Linked DNA regions of Drosophila melanogaster: region 2 is linked to region 1. The links are chromatin contacts, called in public Hi-C maps. All regions are on one chromosome and are shown on one strand. Each heading gives the region's core, a stretch centred on a gene start, on an enhancer-like site or on the middle of the called end of the contact. The rest is flanking DNA. Distances are from core to core; before and after follow the strand shown.

Evidence for each region. Hi-C and Micro-C count contacts between places; a contact is called where the count stands out from the background.
Region 2: a Hi-C map of the Kc167 cell line shows a contact between it and region 1, with 2.7 times the contacts expected there. The contact joins the promoter of CG14434 here to the promoter of kdn in region 1. A contact is called at or near these places in 5 of 107 Hi-C or Micro-C datasets (the Kc167 cell line, the S2 cell line, embryo and 2 more).

What each region holds. Positions count from the first base shown.
Region 1 is chrX:6,347,149-6,352,375 of dm6, reverse strand. It overlaps kdn (knockdown), which reads right to left and starts at 1,747. Exons shown (of 3, transcript NM_167072.2): 1 at 1,422-1,747. The coding sequence starts at 1,640. It overlaps ND-B16.6 (NADH dehydrogenase (ubiquinone) B16.6 subunit), which reads left to right and starts at 1,975. Exons shown (of 3, transcript NM_001316630.1): 1 at 1,975-2,083; 2 at 2,138-2,254; 3 at 2,322-3,360. The coding sequence starts at 2,149. The coding sequence ends at 2,680. It overlaps CG3847, which reads right to left. Exons shown (of 1, transcript NM_132089.4): 1 at 3,140-5,227. The coding sequence starts at 4,871. The coding sequence ends at 3,729.
Region 2 is chrX:6,865,006-6,870,355 of dm6, reverse strand. It overlaps CG14434, which reads left to right and starts at 3,162. Exons shown (of 3, transcript NM_001298040.1): 1 at 3,162-3,554. It overlaps CG43736, which reads right to left and starts at 2,129. Exons shown (of 5, transcript NM_001298043.1): 1 at 1,576-2,129; 2 at 1-1,095. The coding sequence starts at 966.

The DNA of each region.
Region 1 (5,227 bases), core at 498-2,997:
AACACACACACAGAAAAAAATTTGCTTTCCTTTTTCTGGAAGTGAAGTGTTCTTTTCGTGGGTCTCTCGTCTAGCAGCTGCGCGGCAACTGAATGGCGCCAATCGCATTTTCTGCGGGAAGGGGCGGCACGAGCGCAAAGAACACCCGCTAATTCCCACGCAACGGCGTTTTCCGCTCTCCCCCAGAAAGGTCACACTTAAGGTGGGCTGCCTGCTCTGGTACTTGAAAAAAAACGCCCACGCAACTTATTTAATTGAAATAGATGTTATATGCTTTGGATGCATTTTTGCTCTACTAAGATCCATATAAATTGACATTTGCTCGAGTGCAGACTAGTTTTCAATTCCAATTTTAAAAAAGTCTATTAGCTATCCCAGTCGACACCCCCCATTTCCATGCATTTTAAACCGCTCCCTGACATTGTCTGTTTGCTATAGAGTATAAATACTGTCGTGTGAGGGAAATATCTTTTTATTGCGGGAAAATCAAACACCGACTTTTGTAAAAAATAATCATATTTCAACTGAAGTTTTATAATAAAGCTTTGCCGAAAAAGGCCACAGATCAATAAAAAGTTCGATATTCACGAAGACGTTTATCATCATAACTTTGTTAAAACTTGTCGTACAGTTTACAATTTAGTAGTTTTAATTACTTAGTTTTAGTAGTTTTTTTACTTTTAGTAGCGAATTCGCAGTGCTAGGATTCCTACCACTTTTTGAAGGATTTAGGGAAATTAATTTTTGGGTCAATTTTTTTTTTGTAAGGGGTAACATCATCAAAATTTGCAAAAATTGGCCAAAAAATAGAATTCCTATTTTTTGATACAGTTCGACAGGGAATTTAAATACGAGCTCGACGAGGTATTGCATTCCGTATTCAGACAATTATTTTTAAAGTTATGGCAAAAAAAAACTGATTCTTTTATGACGGAAAATCGAAAAAAATTATTTTTGCAAAAATTACAAAATTATAGATGGGCATTTTAATCATAACTTGACTAAAAGTGATCACAAAGCGAAAAGAATAACTGTTTTGAGCAGCTAATTGCGAAGGCTAACCATCCCAATCACTTTTTGACCGATTTGGAAAAACTAATTTTTTGGTAATTTTTCGCATTTTTTGTAAGGGGTAACATCATCAAAATTTGCGAAAAATGGTCAAAAAATAGAATTTCCATTTGTGGATACAGTTTGATAGGGAATTTAAATACGAGCTCAACGAGATATGGAACTCCATATTTGGACAAATATTTTTAAAGTTGTGGCCAAAAAACTGATTCATTTTTGAACGAAATTTGGAAAAACAGATCTTGGCAAATATTAAATAAAATTTGTTTATGGTCATATGGTCTTGGTCACCTTTCTCGCTGTTATGGAAAAATCAGATGAAGGGAGATTTATATTAAAAGAAAACTCACTTGGGCATCCTGCATATCAGGCATGTTCAAGGTTTCCGGAGTCGCCGATTGTTGCTGCTCCTTGAGATTGCCAGTCACGTTATCCTTTTTGGAACGCATTCGGAATGAACTTGGAGTCCCAATGGACTTCGAGTCCCACATAGAATTTTTAGCCAAATAACGTCGTTGAAAGGCAAAATGATGGCCCAAAGAGCCATTTCCGAAACGGCGTACGAACATTACTACTTTTAGCTGTAAATATATACGATATTTCGAAGTTTCTAGTTCGCTTTTTCTCTTGTTTTTGGGAATGTGAAAGCTAGTGATGTAGGATACAAAAATTTATTTTGACAGGAAAGCGATTGCGATAAATATAGGGATGGTATCAAACAGTTCGGAATACTGTATATACTGTAATACCGTATAAACGTTTGCACGTTCTACTGTGACTTGTTGTTGTGATTGTCTTTCGATAATAATATAATATAAATCAAATAAATTGACTCAACTTTTCACGTTAGAAAATATTTTTCAACTTCGTTTGCAGTATTCGCCACTTTTTGGTATATTTTCGTCACTACTTGGTATTTTACCCTGCCCCAAGTCAGGCCACACTGCCTTGGTGTTATGCAAAAAACGTCATTTTTTTGACAATTCAACAGATTTTTTCCCTTTATTCGAGCGTAAGTCCCAGTTTACCGGCCAAACAGCCGACTGATATATACTTTGTACCACAGGAGGAGTCACCATGGCGACGGCAGTGCCGCATTGTCCCCCGAAACAGGACCTTCCACCGCCGGGCGGCTACAAGAAGATACCCTTTGCCCGCGTGCCACCGAAGAGCTACTTCACAGGTGAGCTCCTCCAAATCCCATTGATCTAACCATATATGTGCTGGTAACTATATCAATCCCTCGGCAGGCTTCACCACCATCGGCACCTATGTGGTTGTGACAGCCGTTGGCCTGGGCATCTACTACTTGACCGCCAAGAAGGTGAAGCGCGACGAGATCGAGATGCGTTCCGCCCAGAATGTCATCTTTCCCATTTTGGTCGCCGAGCGGGATCGCGAATTCCTGCGCCAGTTGCGACGCAATCGGGACGAGGAGGCCGAGCTGATGAAGAACGTGCCCGGCTGGGAGGTGGGCACCTGGTATGGTGAGCCCGTTTTCAAGACCCTGCCCGAGGATACCCTGGTCACGCCCATTTTCAAGGAGTTCTACGCCCACTCCGACTGGAAGTCGTACGCCAAGCGTGCCCACTTGAAGCTCTGGTCCTAAATCGGCCTAGTTAATGGATTAGTTAATGCCTAAGCACGCACCTTTTTGTTTGTAGATCATCCGCCTAAGCGCCAAAAAAAGAAAGTATCGACCAATTATAATGTCAGATCAGATTGGCTGAAATACCGATTCTCTTTGTGTGTGTTTAATCCAAATCCTGTGCTGGACCACCCGAGGTAGCCAGAGATTTTTACCAAACCGGGGGCGTTGCCGTCCAGCTGCAATATAGCCCACGGGCAGTGCTCAAAAATGGCCAAATTAGATGGATTTGGTGGCACCAACAGCGGGGAATCCCAGTTGGCTGTGTCACCAAATTAAAATCTAATTGAAAATCTGCTGCTTAGTAAAAATAATAAATTCACAACATAAAACACTACGAAATGCTTATGATTCAATAGGGATTATTAAAATAGCAATGAAGAAATCTTGAGCCATTGAAAAACATTCTTGATTTATTTTATTTTTATTTTTTATTGAATTCAACATCGATTTGACGCTCGTTTTGTGTGTCAGTATTTGGAGTTTCGGGTTATTACACAATAGCGGGTGATCGTGAGCTCTAACATTAAGTAGTCGTAATTATAAGTAAGTAATATATATCTATACATGGGCCATGATCGACATCCGTCGACATGCTTTTATCTTCAATTGTAAACCGCAGAGTTGGCCTGAAATCATATAAAAAAAAAAACAACTGTGTGTGTGGATTTGTGTACAACTAGGTAAAAGATAAACCCTTTCCTTTGGAATCGCTTGACGACAGTGGCCCCCGTTGTGGCTCCCAAAAAATACAATATGGGTGTGGACTTATGTTTGCGTGTAGATAAACAGCAGCTGCTCCTTTCTCCTGGCCCGGGCGGCTAGTGTCCGAGTTTTGCATGGGCGAATCATTAGAAACTAGCTCGTGCTCCAGCTAATCCTACTGCTCCTAATCTACGTACTCCTGCTTGATAACAACGTAACGCACTGGCGGCGGCGATTTCTGCTCATCACGCTCCGGCTCCAGCTGCTGCCGACGCCGCCAGTGCTCATCACGTTGTGGCCGCCTCTACTTCATGTCCCTTCGACGCTTGATGCTGCCATCGCAGGTGGGCAGATGGCGCTGTAGGAAGCCCTCGAAAACGAACTTGCGGCCGCAACGTACGCAGCTGAACTCGCGCTTCTCCTCCACCTGCTGCTTGTGCTGCCGCAGTGCCTCCGCATTAGAGTACTTATCGCGGCAGGCGTCGCAGGCATAGCGTCTCTTCACCTGGCCAACATCGAAGACGACGGTGAAGTTCTGCGAGCAGAAGGCGCACTGGAACTCCTTGACGACCACCTTCTTGCCGCCGTGCTGGGCGGCCAGGGCCACCGCTTCGGCCTCGAGCTTGTCCTGGTGCTTGTGCGACTCCATGTGGGCGGTAAATTTGCTCTCCTCGACGAACTTGCGATAGCAGCGGGTGCAGCGGAAGGGCTGCTCGCCCGTGTGCCGCATCATATGCTCCTTGAGGTAGGCAACCGAGTTGAAGACCTTGCTGCACACTTTGCACTTGCGTTCATCGGTGGAGATCTCGTTCCTCTGCCGCAGGCAGGCGCGCATATGAAGCTTCAGGGAGCCGGCGGCGCTGTAGCAATTGCCGCAATTGGGACAGTAGAAGGTCTTGTTGCGACCATACGGATCTTGTTCGGCATGGTCGATGGTACTCTCGAACACAATAGAGCCCACCTCGTCATCTTCAACCTCCAATTCGCCGCCCTCGTGGTCGACGGTGACAAACTCATCGTCATGCTCTACCTCCTCGCCATCCTCGAGCTCTTCATCCTCCTCGACCTCCTCGCCATGAATATTGGGCACAATATGAAGGATGGTGTGTGTACCATCGCCCTGTTCGATGGTCTCCTCCTCGACGGTGCTGTTCTCGACCAGCTCCTGCAGGGTCACCGCGTGACCGTTCTCATCGATAATCACCTCCTCGGCATTGACCAGCGCCTCGTGGTCACGATCGCTGAGGGTCACCACCGCAGTTTCGGTGTCATCGTCGTCGCCGGTGGTATAGGCATACGTATATTGCGTCTCCTGGCCGTCATCTTCTTGAACGTGCTCCTCATCCTCCTCGGGCTCCTCCTCGGGATCAACCTCGGTATCTTGCTCGATAAGCACGGGCACGATCTCCTCCTTCACCATGGAATACTTCACGCGCTTGGCATTCATATCGAGTTGGCTTTGAATAAGTTTTGATCACTTACGACCTGTTTTGGCAAAATCTGAAGATCTGAAGATTTCACAGTAGCCTTTGATTTTCCTACTTTAACAATATGATTTTTTCCCGGCGACAACCCTGCTTTGCCTCTGCCTTTGCCTTTGCTTTTGCTTCTCCCTCTCGCACTCGGCTGACGCGCTGTCTCTTTCGCACGGCTGGAATTAATATTGAAATCAAATTCGAGCACCTTATGGCCCAGCTGGATTCGGTACTCAATCCCCGCCTGCTTTATTGCCAACTTCTTTTTGGCGGCCTTTCGCTCTGGGTTTTTTCCACAATAGTCAACACTATGCGTTTTGCAATTATT
Region 2 (5,350 bases), core at 1,913-4,412, 520 kb before region 1:
GCAGCAGAACTTTAGATAAGCCAGGTCCCAGCCATTGAGCAGCTCCGCTTTGGTCTTTAGATTCTCGGTCTCGCCCTCAAAATAAAAGAGCGGCACAACCTGCTGATTGTTGCGCACAGTGTAGGGCACCACGGACTCCTTGTTGATGCGAATAAAGCCGCACTTCTCCGACGGCGTCTTGCTGCCGGAGACTAGTTTCCTATAGCAAATATCCAGGAACTGATAGAACTTGGATGCGTCACTGAGACGCACCACCAAATCCTTTTGGTTGAAGATGTCGCGACCGAACTCGCCGTCACAATGCTTATGATTAATCTCGATGAAGAGACGGGCCTCCGCATCGGTGATGTAGTAGCTGCGCACGCAGGTGCAGCTGGAGTAGATATCCGGATGCAGGCAGTTAAGGTATTTGCCCAGCAGTTTCAGTTCGATCATGCGCACGGAGCAGTACTTCTCCGATTGGCGATAGATGTACGGTATGGATACCTTGCCGAACTGAGCCCAGCCGAAGTGGCCTTGAATGGACTCCTCGTCGCAGGGTCCCGTGGAGGACTTCTTGTCCGAGCCGGAGTCGCTGACGGCTCCATTCGAGCGGCCATTGGAGGCCAAGGCGGGCACCACCTGCATGGTGCCGTTGGGTAGTTTCTGATGACGAGATAGGTAGTTCATGATATTGGTCTGGCCATTGCCATTTGTGATCGGCGGCTGCATGTTGCCACCGGCCGAGGATGCCGCAATGGCGCCCCCATTCGAGTGCTGCATGGCCGCTTGACGGGATGCCTGCTGGGCGGCCTGTTGCTTCTGCTGCTCCTTCATTTTGGCAGCTAGTTCGCGGATCTCGGCGTCATCGGGACGCTCCTGCTTGACGGGCGGTCCCAGGGGACCGCCCAAACTGTTGCCGTGGAGCGGTAGGCTCTGGCCATTGGCATCGATGACGCTAGTGATCTGCACATCCTCGCTGGCCATCGCTCCTCCGCACACTCTCGCTCTTTTGCTCTAGAATGCTGTCTTGCTCGCGCTCTATGTAATCTTGCGTTATCGTACTTTTCCAGACTTTTCGATATCCACACTTTTGGTTTGGTTTTATATTAGGAGCTGTATTGAAAAATTTACTTGTTAGGATGACAGTTCGATTGGTACTGCCAGCATTTCAATTTGATATGTTATTTGTGTATGTATTTATATATATGCTCATATATGTCAATATATATTTAACAAAGACTGCATTATGTCTTACTGATTTTTTTAATTATTCACACATCAAAATGAAATTCTTTTGGCAAGTGTATTTGTTATTTAAACAGAACTATAAAAGAAATAAACAGCCGGCTTGTTCGATCCTTCTCTTTCTGGCACACAAACGGTCACACTGACCGGCTGTCTCACACACACACACACACACACACACACGTGATAATTTTTTTAGATGTTTTCCTTTGCAAGTGTGCGTGTGTTAATGCGCGCACTTATTTTTGTTGTTTTTCGAGCTCATTTCAACATTTTGCACACAATGCTATTGCTGTTGTTGTTTTTGGCATATAAATTATACATTATGTATGCATGTGGTACACTTACACAAACAAACGCTAACTGCATTTTGGCAGTGTGGCAAAAAAAAAAACAAAACTATTTAATGCATTTGTTGTTATATTTAGTTGCTGCTTTCTCTCTCCTCGTTTGCTTTTGGTTTATTAAATTCCTTTTTGTTGTTTTTGCGACGACGCTCGTGGTGAAAAAAAAAAACAATTTGTTTGGTTCTCTTTTCTTTTGATATTCGCACTTTTTCGCTAGTTTGCTTTAGCGCTTGTTCCGCATTCGACGCCGACGCACGTCCGCCCGTCTTCGCAATACACAAACGAGTGTGATCGTTGTTACGAAAATTATTTCAACGAAGTCAACTGAAAAATGTGTACGGCACACACACAAACCTACAGCCGTGCGCTCACCCACACTGGCGCAGCGCGCCGGCAGCGACGCCTACTGCGGCAGCGGATGCAGAGCGCAAAAGAAAAACGGAAAACACGAAAGAGAAAAAAACAAACACCCGTAGCGCAGTCGGCGTCGCTGCAACGCTGCCACGAACATTTTGCCGAATTGTTGTTGCTGCTGTCCGTCTCCCTTTTGCGCCCCCACCCCCCTTCTTATGCATTTTCCTACTCTGCCATCGCTCTCTCTCACCCTATTCGGCTAGCCCCCTCCTCGACGAACGCCTGCTCTCTCTCTCTCCTTCCGCTCATCGACTAGCTCTAAGCTGCGACGCCGACGTCAACGTAGCTGCAGAGTTACAACCCACAGTGGTTAAGACATAAGCAACTTATGGAAATTAATTAAGGGATCTTAGCCAATTCAGTATGAAAGTAAAATTTTATAAAATAATACGAATTTATGGGATTACAAGTTTACCATTTGTTGAATATTTAACCTCACAATTAAGTTCTTTAAATACTCTACACATATGTATCTCGAATTTGAACTTTTTATTGTTAAACTTTCTCTCAAATTCGCATTATTTTTTAGTAACACCATCTGGGAATCAAGCAGATCAAAAAAGGCAAGCTTCTTTGTGGCTTACTCATATAAATGGTGTAAAAAATAATGCAAACTAGCTAAATTTACTTTAAAATTAGTGTTTCCTTGTTACATGTTTACTCTTTACATACAGTTGTACAAATTTATTTGTATATATTATTTCTCTATAAGAATATAATAATGCCATTTTCCCCTGGCATTTGAACCACGGTACAAGGAAAGCTTAAGCTATGCTATATACAAGACCCACACACACTGACACATGTTCACAGAGAGCTGGCTGGGTCACAGTATTGGTATTGGTTTTGGTATTGGTGGTGTGATGATGATGTTGTTGCTTTTGTGCGGGAGTGGGTGGGTGGGTGCTCTTTGTGGGCGAAGGCGTGGCGGGGCGGCTCTATTTTTGGCAAGCACCAAAAGCAAAAGCAAAGGCCCCTGCTTAGCATTCGATGGCCACCTCTCCTCGCTCTAGCCCTCTCCCTTTCCCACATGCCATCACTCTCCCCGTCCCTTTCGCACCGTCGAATGCAAGAAGTTTTCGGTATTCGCGCGCTCTGCGGCTTTCAAGACAGGCCCCGTTCCAGAAGGCAGAGAAAACCGGGAACGACCGAGCACGAACACGAACAAACGAATACACGAGTTCACGAACGGGCGCAGCTCCAAAAGGTCGCCCCGACTCTAAACATTTACCAAAAAAAAAAATTTAATTAGCCAGGTCCAAGAGTCCAAGTCAAATTCCATTGTGCCGCCATCATACGGGGCTAAAAAGTTAACTGCCAGTTAATAACGAGTCCCGCGAAGTACAGTCAGATCAAAACAGGTGTTATTTGGTCCCGAAAACTAAACGTACAGTTGCGCCAAAACACATTGTGATATGTATTTTACTTAATGCAATGTCCACTTCAATTTATTTAGAACCAACTGTAGCCTATTAAAGGTTCTACTTGTTTTCATTCAATCATATGCTTATGTGTGTAATAGGATTACACAATATAAACCGAAACGCAATTTATATATGAATGTACGTAAGTACACCAATCAGTTTTTAGGGTATTCAAAAGCCGAGTGTCAATGGAAGGCACTGCAGTTTATTGGTATCTCTCGGCTTTGGTTTCAGGTGTCTCCCGGGCTTTTTAGTTTGTACGGTACGAGACTCTCCAGTGCGTGGCTTTCTTTAATTCTTTCGTTCTACGGGCTCCCTGTTTCGTGGCATCTCTCTTGATTTTGAGTGGGGGTTTTGATTTTTGGTGTTTTGCTTTGCTAATTAGTCAGCTGTGCGTGAGTGTGTTTGGGTATTTCTTGTACTTTGTGTGGAAGATGTTTTTTGTTTTTTTTTTCTCTACGGCCATGTAAACCCCCTTCTAATAGTGCGGTATTCGTATTTAGTCATATGCTTAACTATGTACATAGATATATATGTATATACATATACATACATAAATCTATATGTACGAGGCTATGTGCAACGGTTAAAGTGTGCGAAATGTGCATCTGTAGTGGTGGGCATACGCATTCGACATCGTCAGTCGCCATCGATGCGAACGAAGAGTGTACGAGAGTGAGAGAGAGAGGGTGTAAGTGCGAGGGGTTGGGTAAGGGGAGAAAGAGGGAGACAGCGTGAGAAGCGAGCGTTACGAAAGGCCCCGTTTCGTGCGCGCTTTGCTATGTAAACACGACTAAACATGTGCCTGCATGTGTGCGTCTGTCTGCATGTATGAATCTAGGCGTACACATGTATGTATGTTTGCATGCGTGGATGTAGACCGTTCGTTTAACCATCAATGGGAAATATTGGATTGGGCGTTGGGTGGCTCAAAACGGGGGATTGGGGCGGTAGGCGGATGGTCGGCTCTGCCGTTTGCTATGATTTTGGCAAGCTTCACGATTGCGCAGGGAACAGAAAACCGATATTTGCTGCACAAAGAAGTAGAACTAGGAGGGCTTACCGAGCTTGATGATGTTTGTACATATATATGTACATATGTATGTATGTATATACATATGTATGGTGGCAATATACAAAAATACAAACGAACAAGAGATCTTACCGCTTAGAAACGGTTAAATTTTGCCAAAATTACGTTAGTAATATTGTTAATACTGCTGGATGTGTAAACACTTTTTAAACAGTCTTGGCTTTGACAGCGACTAATGGCTATTTACAATTTTTGTGCGAGTTGCTTCAGGAATTTTCTCTAACATTTTCTTGTAAATGCATTTGTGCCACCAAACGTTAATGGGGAAAGTCGTTCTACCATCTACATAGTTTCTTAACACAAACTTAAAATTATGCAGATTTGCTGCGTATCTCTTTGCCTCTATAAAATTACCCCACTCACTGCTCCTTTCATTGGGGACTCTGGCCAATCAATGGGGACCGGACATCCGTTCGACCTCGGCTCCCCCCAAGCGCGCAACGCCCACCACCCGCAGTACTTTCCACCGCAATCTTCCCACTCACATCACTTTTTTTCTGCCCTGCTTTCCTCTCCTCTTCTCCTTCTCCGCTGCACTTTGCTTTCTGCTTTCGGCTAATGCGCCCGCAGCACCTGAGAGCGTTACAGAGTGTTGGTGTGCCGGTGTTAATGTGAGCGTGTGCCCAACCCCCCCAAACCATCGCATTGCACCCACTTCTTTCAACACCCACCGCCCCATTGCCACCTTTAACCCTCTGTGTGTCAATTACCAAACGCTCTAAGTGAGTACTTTTTAGGTGGAAAACAAACATTCGAGTTGAAATGCTTGCGGTTATTTCTCTTCGGTTATCTTTTTGGAAGATACACTTTAAATGCGCTTGAACTTATGTCAGTATATGCATAGA